2 separate regions of the Pan troglodytes genome follow, and region 1 is linked to region 2. Evidence: chromatin contacts called from public Hi-C data. All regions are on one chromosome and are shown on one strand. The core of a region is the stretch at or near the end of the contact, and the rest is flanking DNA. Distances in the headings are between cores, read along the strand shown.

Region 1 (5,824 bases), core at 186-2,685, 480 kb after region 2:
GGAGTTTGAGACCAGCCTGACCAACGTGGTGAAACCCTGTCTCTATTAAAAATTCAAAATTAGCCGGGCATGGTGGTGCACGCCTGTAGTCCTAGCTAGTTGGGAGGCTGAGGCAGGAGAATCGCTTGAACCTGGGAGGTGGAGCTTGCAGTGAGCCGAGATCGCGCCATTGCACTCCAGCCTGGGCTACTAGAGCGAAACTCTGTCTCAAAAAACAAAACAAAACTAAACAAAAAAACCAACCAAACAAACAAACAAAAACCACCAAAAAGCAAGCCCCCGATCTTAGTGGTTCACAACAGCAAAGGCTACTTCTTGCTCACGCTACATGTCCATCATGGGGCAGGTGCATCTCTGCTCTGGTTGTCTTCCCTCCTGGACTCAGTATCATGGAGCAACCACTTTCTGGAAGATTGCTGGTTGCCACAGTAGAGGAAAAGGGTCTTATATCAGCATTCATTGCTGTGGCTTAGAAACGACACATATTATTTCCATTCAAAACTCTTTTGTCCAGAACTGGTTACATATTCCCACCCAACCATAAGGAGACCAGGAAGAATAATCCCACCGTGCATCTGGAAAGGGGAAAAGCCAGACAAATGTGGCCAACAGCCCCAGTGACTACCACCACAGTGCTTTTGAAAACCACTGCCCAGAGCCAGACAGATGGAGGATCAGCATGGCGGTAGGAGGAAGGGAGAAGCCAGAGGGGAATGAGGAGGAGCCAGGGGTGCCTGGTATGGAGGGCCACCCATCCTTGGTCAATGTGCAGGGCTGGGGCCAGAGGAAGGCTGGGCGCCTTTCTCATCTGGACCCAGACCCAGACAGACCCCGGGGCCATTCCGTTCAGCAGGCAAACAAGCCAGTCCCGCTAGAATGTGGCAGTCACAGGCTTTCAACATGGAAGGTGGAGCTGCCTGGACGCTGTGTTTTTTTTCTGTTTGTTTTTTTGAGACGGAGTCTTGCTCTGTCACCCAGGCTGGAGTGCAGTGGCATGATCTGGGCTGATTGCGCCTCGGCAAAATCTCAGCTGACTTGCCTCCCGGGTTCAAGCGATTCTCCTGCTTCAGCCTCCCGAGTAGTTGAGATTACAGGCGCGCACCACCACGCCCGGCTAATTTCTGTATTTTTAGTAGAGACGGGGTTTCATCATGTTGGCCACGCTGGTCCTGACCTCAAGCGATCCGCCCGCCCGGGCCTCCCAAAGTGCTGGGATTACAGGAGTAAGCCACCGCGCCCGGCCAGACGCTGTTTTCCTGGCACTCCACTTCATGAGCAAAACTGTCACAGAGTCGTATTTCCCTGGCTCCACCCCTCCGGCGCTGCTGGATTCCTGAACCTATTCACTTCTTCTGAAGTGCTCTCAACTTGGCCTCCCTGGCTCCTTCCTGGTGCAGACATTTACTCTTCTGCTCCGGCTTTGTGCCTCTGTAAAACTGCTGACGTCACCAGCAGCAGCTCCGACCGCCTGTCCTCCAAGGTCCCGGGCTGCGGCTGCGCAGCGCCGACAGCACGATGCGTGTGCCGACAGCGCCACCTCCTGGCTCTGCCGAGGCTGTTGGCAACACGCAGGGCTCGCAGTGAGCCCGCTTTTCTACTGCAGCCCTCAAAATTCAGCACGAGGCTTGGCTGGGGGAGCTTGAGTGGCTGACACTGTGGTCTGGTTAGTTTCCATTCTGACCCATGCTAGCCTTCTTTCAGATTCTAGAACTCAGTTCTTCTCCGGACCTCCCTCCCAGCCACAAGTCTTTGAATATGCGGCCTGCAGCTGGGCTCCCCTCATCACCGCTCTTCTCCCCAACCTTCTTCATCCCCGATCTTCTCCCCAACCTTCTTCATCCCTTGGCCGATCTTGAAGACTTAGCTGAGGCAGGGCGCAATGGCTCACGCCTGTAATCCCAGCACTTTGGGAGGCCGAGGCGGGAGCATCACTTGAGGTCAGGAGTTTGAGACCAGTCTGGCCAACATGGTGGAACTTTGTCTCTACTAAAAATACAAAAATTAGCTGGGCGTGGTGGCGGGCACCTGTACTCCCAGCTATTGGGGAGGTTGAGGTAGGAGAATCGCTTGTACCCGGGAGGCAGAGGTTGCTGTGAGCCAGGATTGAGCCACTGCACTCCAGCCTGGGCAACAGAGCAAGATCCCATCTCAAAGAAAAAAAAAAGTCTTAGCTGAAACGTCACTTCCTCGACTCCTCAAATTTAGTCAAGCCCCCCTGCTATGAGATCTCTCCCCTTCTTGCTGGACGGGTTGGCAATGCTGGAGGATCTTGAAAGAGGAACACTCATGGGTCAAGAGCATTTCCTAACAGCGATCAGAGGTTTCAGAATCCTCATGAGCATCAGTGCCTCCTTGCTGGAACGCTGCTCACACACTTTGTGATCCTCAGAGGTGAGATGCAGGCCTATTAAACACGCTGGCCTTGGTGAGAAAGCCTCTGTGGGTTTCTTGTTTATCCCAATAAGCTGATTCAGGAAAGGAGACATCTGCTTCCTTCTCTGTTTGCCATGGAGGACTCACACCTTTCTTGTCCCCAGGACAGTGGACATCTGTTTGCCAATGCAGACCTCGTGCTCACTGGAGGCTGGAGAAGGCAGGCCCAAGAGACGTTCAAGGCATGACAGCTACCCAGGAGGCCTCTAGTGCCCCAAGAGCTGCTCATCAGCCCAATTTTCTTCCTAATATTATTTAAAAATTTAAAGAAATTCAGTGAAAGTGTAAGCATACAGGCATAGGTAGTAGGTAAACTAGGATTCACTCTTGCTGGGGGAATACCACCCAGGGTTTGAAAAGATACAGAAGGCAAAAGAAACTGCATTTAGTATAATAAAATACAATTAGGCAGAGCACGGTGGCTCATGCCTGTAATTCCAGCACTTTGGGAGGCCGAGGAAGGCGGATCACCTGAGCTCTGGAGTTTGAGACCAGCCTGGGCAACATGGTGAAACCCCATCTCTACAAACATACAAAAATTAGTGAGTCTTGGTGGTACATGCCAGTCATCCCAGTTATTTGCTGGGCTGGGCTGGGATGGGAGGACTGTTTGGGCTCAGGAGGTCAAGGCTGCAATGAGCTGTGTTCATGCCACTGCACTCCAGCCTGGGTGACAAAGCAAGACCATGCCTAGAAAAAATAAAAAAATTAGCAGCCTATAATTCCAAAGCAGAAAACCAGCTGGCTGGCTATGCACTAAATCTGACCAGCCATTGTGTGTAAGGTGTGTGTGTGCAAATGTGTGTTTGCATATATATCGTTTAAATAGTTACTTTATTTACCAACATTTACATTTAAGGAAATTTCACATCAAATAATCTATAATTCTAGAATCTTCTTAAACATGAGGTGGGCAACATGAGACCCCCACTTCTATCAGTATCCATCCTGACTGGACCCAAGTGGACAGCTTGAGTTTCCAGTTCAATCCAGTTCCTGCCTGGCCTCTGCTGGCCTCTGGGTTTGCAATCCCAACTCCCTACCACCGCCACTACTGCTGAGAGCATCCCCTCTACAGTACTCAGAACCTCACTGGATATACATTTCTTATCCTAAGAGTCACCCTACTATGTGAGGGTTCTGGGAGCAGCTTTGTTCCTGGGAATCTGCAGGCACCTTCCTGCCTTCCTGCTGTGGTCGCCAGGCACAAGGAAAGAAAGAAGGGGCTCGCTTATTACAGTAGGGAAAACATGCGATGAATTCTCTTCTAACCGCGGTGCAGAAATTCTCCTAATGAGTCCTGGGGTGAAATGCAGGCCTGGAAGCGAGGTGAGGCTCCTCCCCACCAGCATCTAAAAAGGCGGCTCCCTGGAGCCACAGGATTTTTCCCATCAGCCATGGGACCAGGGCAGCCCGCCAGCCTCCCCAGCTGCCAGACGCCGGTAGAGACCTGAGACAGAGGGCAGGTGAATGGAGCGGGAGAGGAGGAGAGAAGGGACACCAGATGGGGTCTGAGGAAGAAAGAAGGAAGAAAAAAAGATACCTTGATGGGGAAGGGGAAAGCTTTAATCTGCTTCTCAATCACGAAGTAGGTCTGCTTCTCAATCATGCAGTAGGGAGTGAAAAGCACGGGTGGGGCTTTTAAGGCTCAGGCACTCCACCCACCAGGACAATGCGGACCCCATGACTGCAGAGCCTGGCTCTGCAGGGAGCAGCTAGGGAGACACTAGTAAGGGAGGTGGGCAGGGGGCAGAGGCCCCTTTCCCCCACTGCTCCCACGGGGATGAGGAGGGGGCTTCCGAAAAGGCCCAGGTTAGGGGGCCTGCCTGCTCAGCTCACATCCCCCTGGTGTGACAGCGCCTTCTTTACTCTGTCCTCTAGCCATGACCAGTGTCTCAGAGGCCCCCTGGGACCCATCTGAGTCTCTCCCCTGGAAATTGGAGGACCTGAAAGAAAACCCTTGGAGGCAGCAGGCAGTGGAGCTGAGGCCTTGAGAGTAGCTCGTTCCCTACCGCTGAGAGCCCTGAGGCTTTCTGGGTCCCTGGTCTTCCCTAAGCCTGTTTTTAAAAAATGTGCACGCACGCCCACCCACCCATGGATTTCTTTAATTCTGTGAGCTTTCTCTCTGGATCATTCAAATATGTGCCTCTACTCTTGAGGTAGCGGGAAGATTTTTTAAAGATTTTTCATTTGTTTTTGTTTCTGCATTTGCTTTTGTCTTGGTTTTGCTTTGCTGTGTTCTACTTGCATCCAAAGGGTCCTACCTAATAGAAAAATTGGCACCAAAGGGTTGGTTGCAGACCACAAAGCCCCAGGATAATTGGTACAGGTAGAATCATGTTTTGTGTTGAGAGGTGGGCAGAGCAATAGTGAACACTTCTCACCCCCCTCCTTCTGGGGATCACCTGCTCTCAGCTTGTGGAAAGGGGACAAGGAATGCTGGGACATGAAGCAGGACCACTCACTTTGGACAAATGCCTTTGACATTTCTCCTGAAGGCGTCCAATAAATTGTGGCTGTTGATATTTTTGGCAGACTCTCCTATGAAAAACAAATTCAGAAACCATTTCTGTAGGTTTCTGGTTACATGATGAATTTCATCCTCACTAGATCTTCTAAGAGCACATGAGGGCCCTGATGGGGAGAGAGTGGTGTGCTAGTTCCTCTCCTGCTGTAACAAAGCCCTACAGACACAGTGGCTTGAACCAACACAAAGTTGTTCTCTTCCAGTAGAGTTCTAAAATCAAGGCATGGGTAGAGCTGCATTCCTTGGGGAGGCTCTGGGAGAAGCAATTCCCTTGCGTTTTCCAGCTTTTAGAGTCACCTGCTGTCCTCAGCTCCTGGCTTCTCCCTTCGTCTTCAAGCCAGCCTTGTAGCGTCCTCTGATCTCTCTCAGTCTCTCTCCCCTTCTATCATCTCATCTCCTTTTCTCCCTCTCACCCTACTGTCTCTGCCTTACAAGGACCCTTGTGGATACTTTGGGCCCACCCAGATAATCGCAGATAACCTCTCATCTCCAGATCCTTGACTGGATCACACTGTGAGGTCCCTTTTATGATGGAAGGTGACATAATCACAAGTCCTATGATTAGGACACCCACATCTGTCGGGGGCTGTTATTTAGCCTAACACAAGATGTATTCAGAAAATTGCAATAGGGATACCTGAGGGGAATTGAAGGATCCCGACTCCAAGCCACATCTAAGGATGCTTCCGAGGTGCAGCTCCCGCTGGAGGACCCTGCTCCATCTCTCTTCCTGTCTGCCACTGCCCGCCTCTCTGTTTCTAGACAGCCAGAGTTCAAGTCAGTATGGCCTTGAGAGTGAACTGCAGAATGGAAAGGAGTGAGATGCTGCAGCAGGAGAAAGAGCTCGCTGTCAAAGCTCCGAAG
Region 2 (5,910 bases), core at 2,097-4,596:
AGAGGCAGTAACAAAATAAGTAGCTAAAATGCCATGGGGGGCCGGGCGTGGTGGCTCACGCCTGTAATCCCAGCAATTTGGGAGGCTGAGGTGGATGGATCACAAGGTCAAGAGATCGAGACTATCCTGGCTAACATGTTCAAACCCTGTCTCTACTAAAAATACAAAAATTAGCTGGGCTTGGTGGCATGCACCTGTAGTCCCAGCTACTTGGGAGGCTGAGGCAGGAGAATCACTTGAACCCGGGAGGCAGAGGTTGCAGTGAGCCGAGATCGCACCACTGTACTCCAGCCTGGCAACAGAGCAAGCCTCCATCTCAAAAAGAAAAAAAGAAGCCATGGGGATGCCAAAGGGGATCTCATTCATTCATTCAGTCAGTCAGTCATCTGTTTGCTCCTTTGTTCATTCATTCATTCGAAAGCCCATTATTGAGGCCTCAGTCTGTGCCAGGCCCAGCCTCAGAAGGAAAGACAACTCTGAGAGGGTCTGCCCCGGTCTCAGACTCTCAGCAGTTTGACCCTTACTGCTGGTCACTCGCTGGAGGTGAGTCCAGGGTGTGAGAGAGGAGGGCAGAAAGAAGGAGATGGCATTGAGCTGTGCCACATCTGACCCGGGGCCCCCTGCCCGGTGCGCTGGGGAAGGCCAAGAGGCAGATCTGAGACTCCTGGAGATTGAGATGCAGTGTGCGGTTTTCAAATGCTCTCTGGCCTGTGCCCTCCCGAGAGTGTCAGAACACCCCTGAGGGTGCGGGGCAGGGCAGGGCTGATTACTACCCGAATCCCAGCTCTTCTCCCGTCTCTGGCCTCCTGAGTTGTCTGGGGACGGCCTGAGCATTTAAAATCTCATCAACCCATTACTGATGCTGAAATGTTTAATATGAAGCTATCACCCGCTTGGCAAGCACCCCCCATTAACTGGCATGCTCATGGAAACCTGTAGCTTTGAAGTTGATGGACCTTTTAAGTTTTACCATTTAAGCTAATGGGAAGGCACCGACATCTGTTTGTACTTACACATCTCTACAACAGAGCAGCCTTACCTCACAGTTGCTATGGCTACCTGGAGTCACCAGCTCTGTTTGGGGGCTATTATTATCCCTGTGACAGCCTTCATTATGGCCAGGGCAGAGAAGCTGCAGACACATGATAGGAAAGCCAGGCTGCCTTTGTGTGCAAAACTTTCTACAGCCTTACACGCTCATGCTACACACACGCACACACACGCACGAATGCAGGGCACATTAGTCTGATACCCAGTGGGGCAAAACTGGATCCCACCAAGTCAGACCTCCTCTTTTTCCCTTTCATATCACAGGATCCTTTGAATCCAAAACTGAGACTTGTAGAATCATCCTCAAGGCTCCCAATTCTGGAATCTTGAGATCCCAGAATTAAAATTCTAGAGTGTCAAAGTCTTCAACTTTTCACCACCCGAGAAACTTGGGTTCTAGACTCCAGACTTACAGAGAGCTAGAAGCAGAGAAATCTAGAATTATAGGGCCATAGTATCTTGTGACTAAAAGAGGCCTTCAACGGTATTTTGTCCAATTTCCCACTAAATGTAGTTTTCCCTAAAGATCATCATCTGGCATCTGCTTGAATACTCCTGGGAGTGGTGAGCTCACTACCTAAAGCTTTAAAAATCCTTTTTTATGTCGAACCAAAAGATGCCTCCATGTCACGTGCACTTCCTTGCGGCGGCTCTGCCTGCTGCTTGGGGATATAGAGGCCCAGCTGAGTCTGCCTCACAAGAGAAGGAGCAGGCTCACCCAAGACTTTTCTCGTCCTGACTGAACATCCCAGGACTTCCACTGAGCACCCTCCCCAGGCAAGGCAAGTCGGAGGCCTCAGTCTGGTGGAGAAAGACGGGCTCTGCCATCTTCGGTCTCCAGCCACTCTCACCTCTGGTCACATGCACACAAAGAGAACGCTATAGCAAAGGGGATTCCAGCACCCACCTGCACAGGTTTGAGCCCCTCAGGCAGCTGTGCACCTGGCCCACAATTTTTATGGTCAGAAAATCCAATCTAGGTGACCTAGGAATTTGCCAGCCCTTGGACAGCTGACAATTCCCTTTGGTAAATCTGGGCTTAAGACACCACCAAGGGAGATCAAAGATGTGGCAAGAAGGAGAACTCTGGCTCCTTAAAGCCAGGACTCCCCACGATCTTCACTACTCTCTTCCTCCTCCTTCTGGGAACCAGCCTTTGGAGGCCAGTCTGGGCAGTGCCTCCCTCCTGCCAGCAGGCCCTCCCACCCCACCCCCAGCTTAGCTTGTGCCTCCCTGGCAGAGTCTACCCTCCTGGACCAGCGCCAGGCCAGGGCTCAGAGCAGGGCTGAGGCCTGGGAGTTGCAGGACCTGCTCAAGGCCCTTGATGGGGCAGCAGGACCCCTAAGCTTGCTCCAGACTCCCAGGAACCCACCACCCAGGGCCGCTCCTCTCCAGCCCCTCAGCATCCATCATACTGACCACAGCTCCCCTTCTCCCCAGCTGTCCTCGCAGAGCCTCCAGCCAAGCGGCCAGGGCTGGGGGTGGGGAGAGGTGTCTTATAGCAGCCGGGGAGAGGCACAGGGAACTAAAAATACAGTTTACATGGCAAGGCTCCTCCTCTCCCTGCAGGCCCAGAGGGGCTTATTGGAGGAGGGCTGGCAGGGACACAACATCCTAATCCCCTAGTCAACAGGTGTGGCCTGGGACACCGACCTGCCTCCCCCCTCCCCCCTCCCCAGCCTTGGAGGCTCCGAGTGGCTTCTCCAGCTCCACCATCCACCTGTCACCTGGACAGAGACCAGCCCCGCCTCCACAGTCACCTAACCCCACATCCGCCCATCCTCCCCTTCCTTCAAGGCCCATTGCATAGGAACGGCTCCCCTGCCAGGACTCCTCCCACCCCGCTCTACCCCTTCCCAGCAGATGTGCCCTCTTCCCCACTCTGGCTCCAGCATGGGTGCAGCCTTCTCATCTCTCTTGCTTTGGGGTGCACCTGTCTGGACTGGCTTCTCCCCATTTCTACCCTGTGAGTGCCTCAGAGGCAGGAAGATAAAAGCCACAAACTCATATTGTACTTAGTGCACACCAGGGACACCCCTCCTCCCAGCAGCCCTTTCTTTTGCAGGAGACACTTTTACAAGCCTCACTTTACACTTGAGAGAACTGAGGCACAGAGAAGTTAAGTAACTTACCCAGAGTCACACAGCTAGGAAATACCAAGCCCAAGATTGGGACCCAGGCAGTCTGGCTTCAGAGTCTCTGCTTCATGGCTAAGAACTGGTCTAATTTGGAGTCCTTCCCCCTCACTCTCTCACCTGCTCTACAGTACCTAGCAAAGGACCAGGCCAACATGCTCTTTGATTGTTTATTTTTGGATTGAGTCTGCCCAGGGTTTTGGCTTGCTGGAGGCAAAGGCAAAGACAGTCGGTGACCTTGCCCCAGGGCTGACAACGGGTGCCCTACTGCCATCTAGTGGCAACAAGGAAAAAAGCCTGCACCTCTGCCCTTCCATCTGGGCTCTCCGTTTCTCAGTCCCTCAACCCAGCCAGCGGGGAGGGGTCTTTTTCTGTCTCTATATTCGTTATACTCATGGCGCCTTGCTTAGAAGATCATGGATGGCTTGCCAAATTATTAGAAGATGAATTGTGATCTTTTAATATTGTGATCCAGGAAAAGTGGCATAACTTTCCAAGGGCGCTTTTTTAAAAATCTGTAAAATGGAAATTTTGAAAAGAATAACCTACCTCAAATGTCACTATGAGGACTGAAAAAGGGAGCACTGGCCAGGCGCGGTGGCTCATGCCTGTAATCCCAGCACTTTGGGAGGCTGAGGAGGGAGGATCACTTGAGGTCAGGAGTTCAAGGCCAGCCTGGCCAACATGGTGAAACCCTGTCTCTACTAAAAATACAAAAATTAGCCAGGCATGGTGGTGCACTCCTGCAGTCTCAGCTACTCAGGAGGCTGAGGCTGGAGAATCGCTTGAACCCAGAAGGCAGAGGTTGCAGTGAGCCGAGATCACACCACTGCACTCCAGCCTGGGTGACAGAGTGAGACCCTGTCTCTAAAAATAAATTAAATAAATAAATAAATAAACAAAATTAAGAAAAAGGGAGCACTGAATGTGGTGGATACATAGTGATAAAAGAAAAACTTCAGCCAAATTAAATGTAAAGGAGTTTAACAGAGCAATGAATGATTCGCGAGCAGGGCAGCCTCCCGAGCCAGAGTAGGCCTGGAGACTCCACAGCTAAATGGTGGAAGATTTATGGACAGAAAAAGGAAAGTGACATACAGAAAACAGAAATGAGGTACAGAAACAGCTGGATTGGTGACAGGTTGGCATTTGGTTTATCTGAACATGGTTCGAACAGTTGGCTGCATTTGATTGGCCAAAATGCGGTGATTGGCACAGTGTAGGCTATAGTCTGTCTATACCTCCACTTGTTATAGTTCATGATGTACAGAAAAACTTTTAGGCCCCACTTAAAATATGTAAGGAGGCGGCTAGAGGTTAAACTTTTTTAACAACAGTAAGTGCTCAATAATTGCTCACGGTGATATAAGGTATCCATGGTCCTTGCTCTCAAGGGACTCAAAGTCCAGTGGAGGAGATACCTCAGTGGGATCTGGAACGCAGCAGACATTTCAGCAAAGGCTTTGGAAGGGTGAGAAGGCAGTGCCTAGGCCTGGGAGGTGAAGGCCTTTGAGGGATCAATAGGAGTTTGTTCAGAGGTGATGGCTGGCCTGGATGTGAACGTATGAGGGAGCGTTCTGCAGAGTGTTCTAAGCAGAGGTACCAAACAGTGCTGCAAAAGCCTGCCGGAGACGCGTGGGGCAAGTGGGGCTGTGGGAGGTGACACCTACTGGGAAGAACCTTATGTGCCAGGCTCAGGTGATACCTGAGCAGCGTTTTGAAGGATCAATAGGAGCTTGTTAGGAGCAAAGTGAGGAAGGGATATTCCAAGCACAAGGACCAAGACAAGGACTTGGGGGCTCAGAACGGATAGTCACGTTCCACAGCACTCATGCTCACCTGGTGTGTGCCAGGCTCCGTGCTGGGCTCTGGGGGGACCAAGGTGACACCGGCTGGCCTCCGAGCATTGAGAGGTGGTAGGAGGGAGGGATGTGTGACCTAATGTTGTCAGTACTTTCTGATAAGGGCAATAATCGAGGTCATTCAGCATAGGGCTAAAGGCTTTGGAATGAGACTCCTGGACTCGGCCCTACCATGCACTACTTTTGTGATCCATGAAAAGTATCATAACTTTCCAAGGTCTATCTATAAAGTGGAGATTTTGAAAAGAATAACCTATCTTAAATATCATTGTAAGGATTAAAAGAGGGAGCACCCAGTATGGTGCCTGATACATAGTAAGTGCTCAATAATTGCACACTGTGATATAAGGTAGAGAGAAATCATGGAGTAGGGAAACATTAATTCCACCAAGGAATTAACATGTAACTGAGAAGGTGATGTCCAAGCAAGGTTTTGAAGGATCAATAGGAGTTTGTTAGGAGCAAAGTGAGGAAAAGACATTCCAAGTACAAGGATCAAAACATTCAAGGACACAGAAGTTGGTGTGTTAGGACTAGGTTTGGTTGTTGGTAACAGAAAACTCAAAATAACATGGCTTCAGCAAGAGAGTATTAATTTCTCTTTCATATAGAAGTCTAGAGGCAGGGGATTCAGAGCTGACATAGCACACCACAGTCTCAGGGACCCAGCTTCAATCTACCTTAGTGCTCTGTCATGTTACACATATGGCCTTCACCTCCTCATCCAAGATGGCTGCTTGAGCTCCAGCCATCGTGCCCTCATTCCAACCAGCAGGAAGGAGAAAGGGGTGAAGAAGGTTGTGCCCCTATCTTAAAGAACACTTTCCAGAAGTTGTAATTAATACTTTATCTTGCTGCGCATC

The links. Hi-C and Micro-C count contacts between places; a contact is called where the count stands out from the background.
Region 1: a Hi-C map of stem cell-derived neural progenitor cells shows a contact between it and region 2, with 5 times the contacts expected there. The contact joins the enhancer-like site here to the promoter of MB in region 2. A contact is called at or near these places in 3 of 7 Hi-C or Micro-C datasets (induced pluripotent stem cells and stem cell-derived neural progenitor cells) and 1 of 1 other capture datasets (stem cell-derived neural stem cells).

Annotation. Positions count from the first base shown.
Region 1 is chr23:38,206,091-38,211,914 of NHGRI_mPanTro3-v2.0_pri, forward strand. No RefSeq gene overlaps it. Among named protein-coding and RNA genes, the nearest start is that of APOL3, 30 kb to the right of the region's middle. Within about 2 kb of position 1,436, at least 11 of the 24 cell types and tissues checked have an H3K27ac peak or open chromatin away from gene starts, as enhancers often do. A contact at or near this core is called in stem cell-derived neural progenitor cells and stem cell-derived neural stem cells, where this site is marked.
Region 2 is chr23:37,720,554-37,726,463 of NHGRI_mPanTro3-v2.0_pri, forward strand. It overlaps MB (myoglobin), which reads right to left and starts at 3,347. Exons shown (of 4, transcript XM_024352895.2): 1 at 3,183-3,347.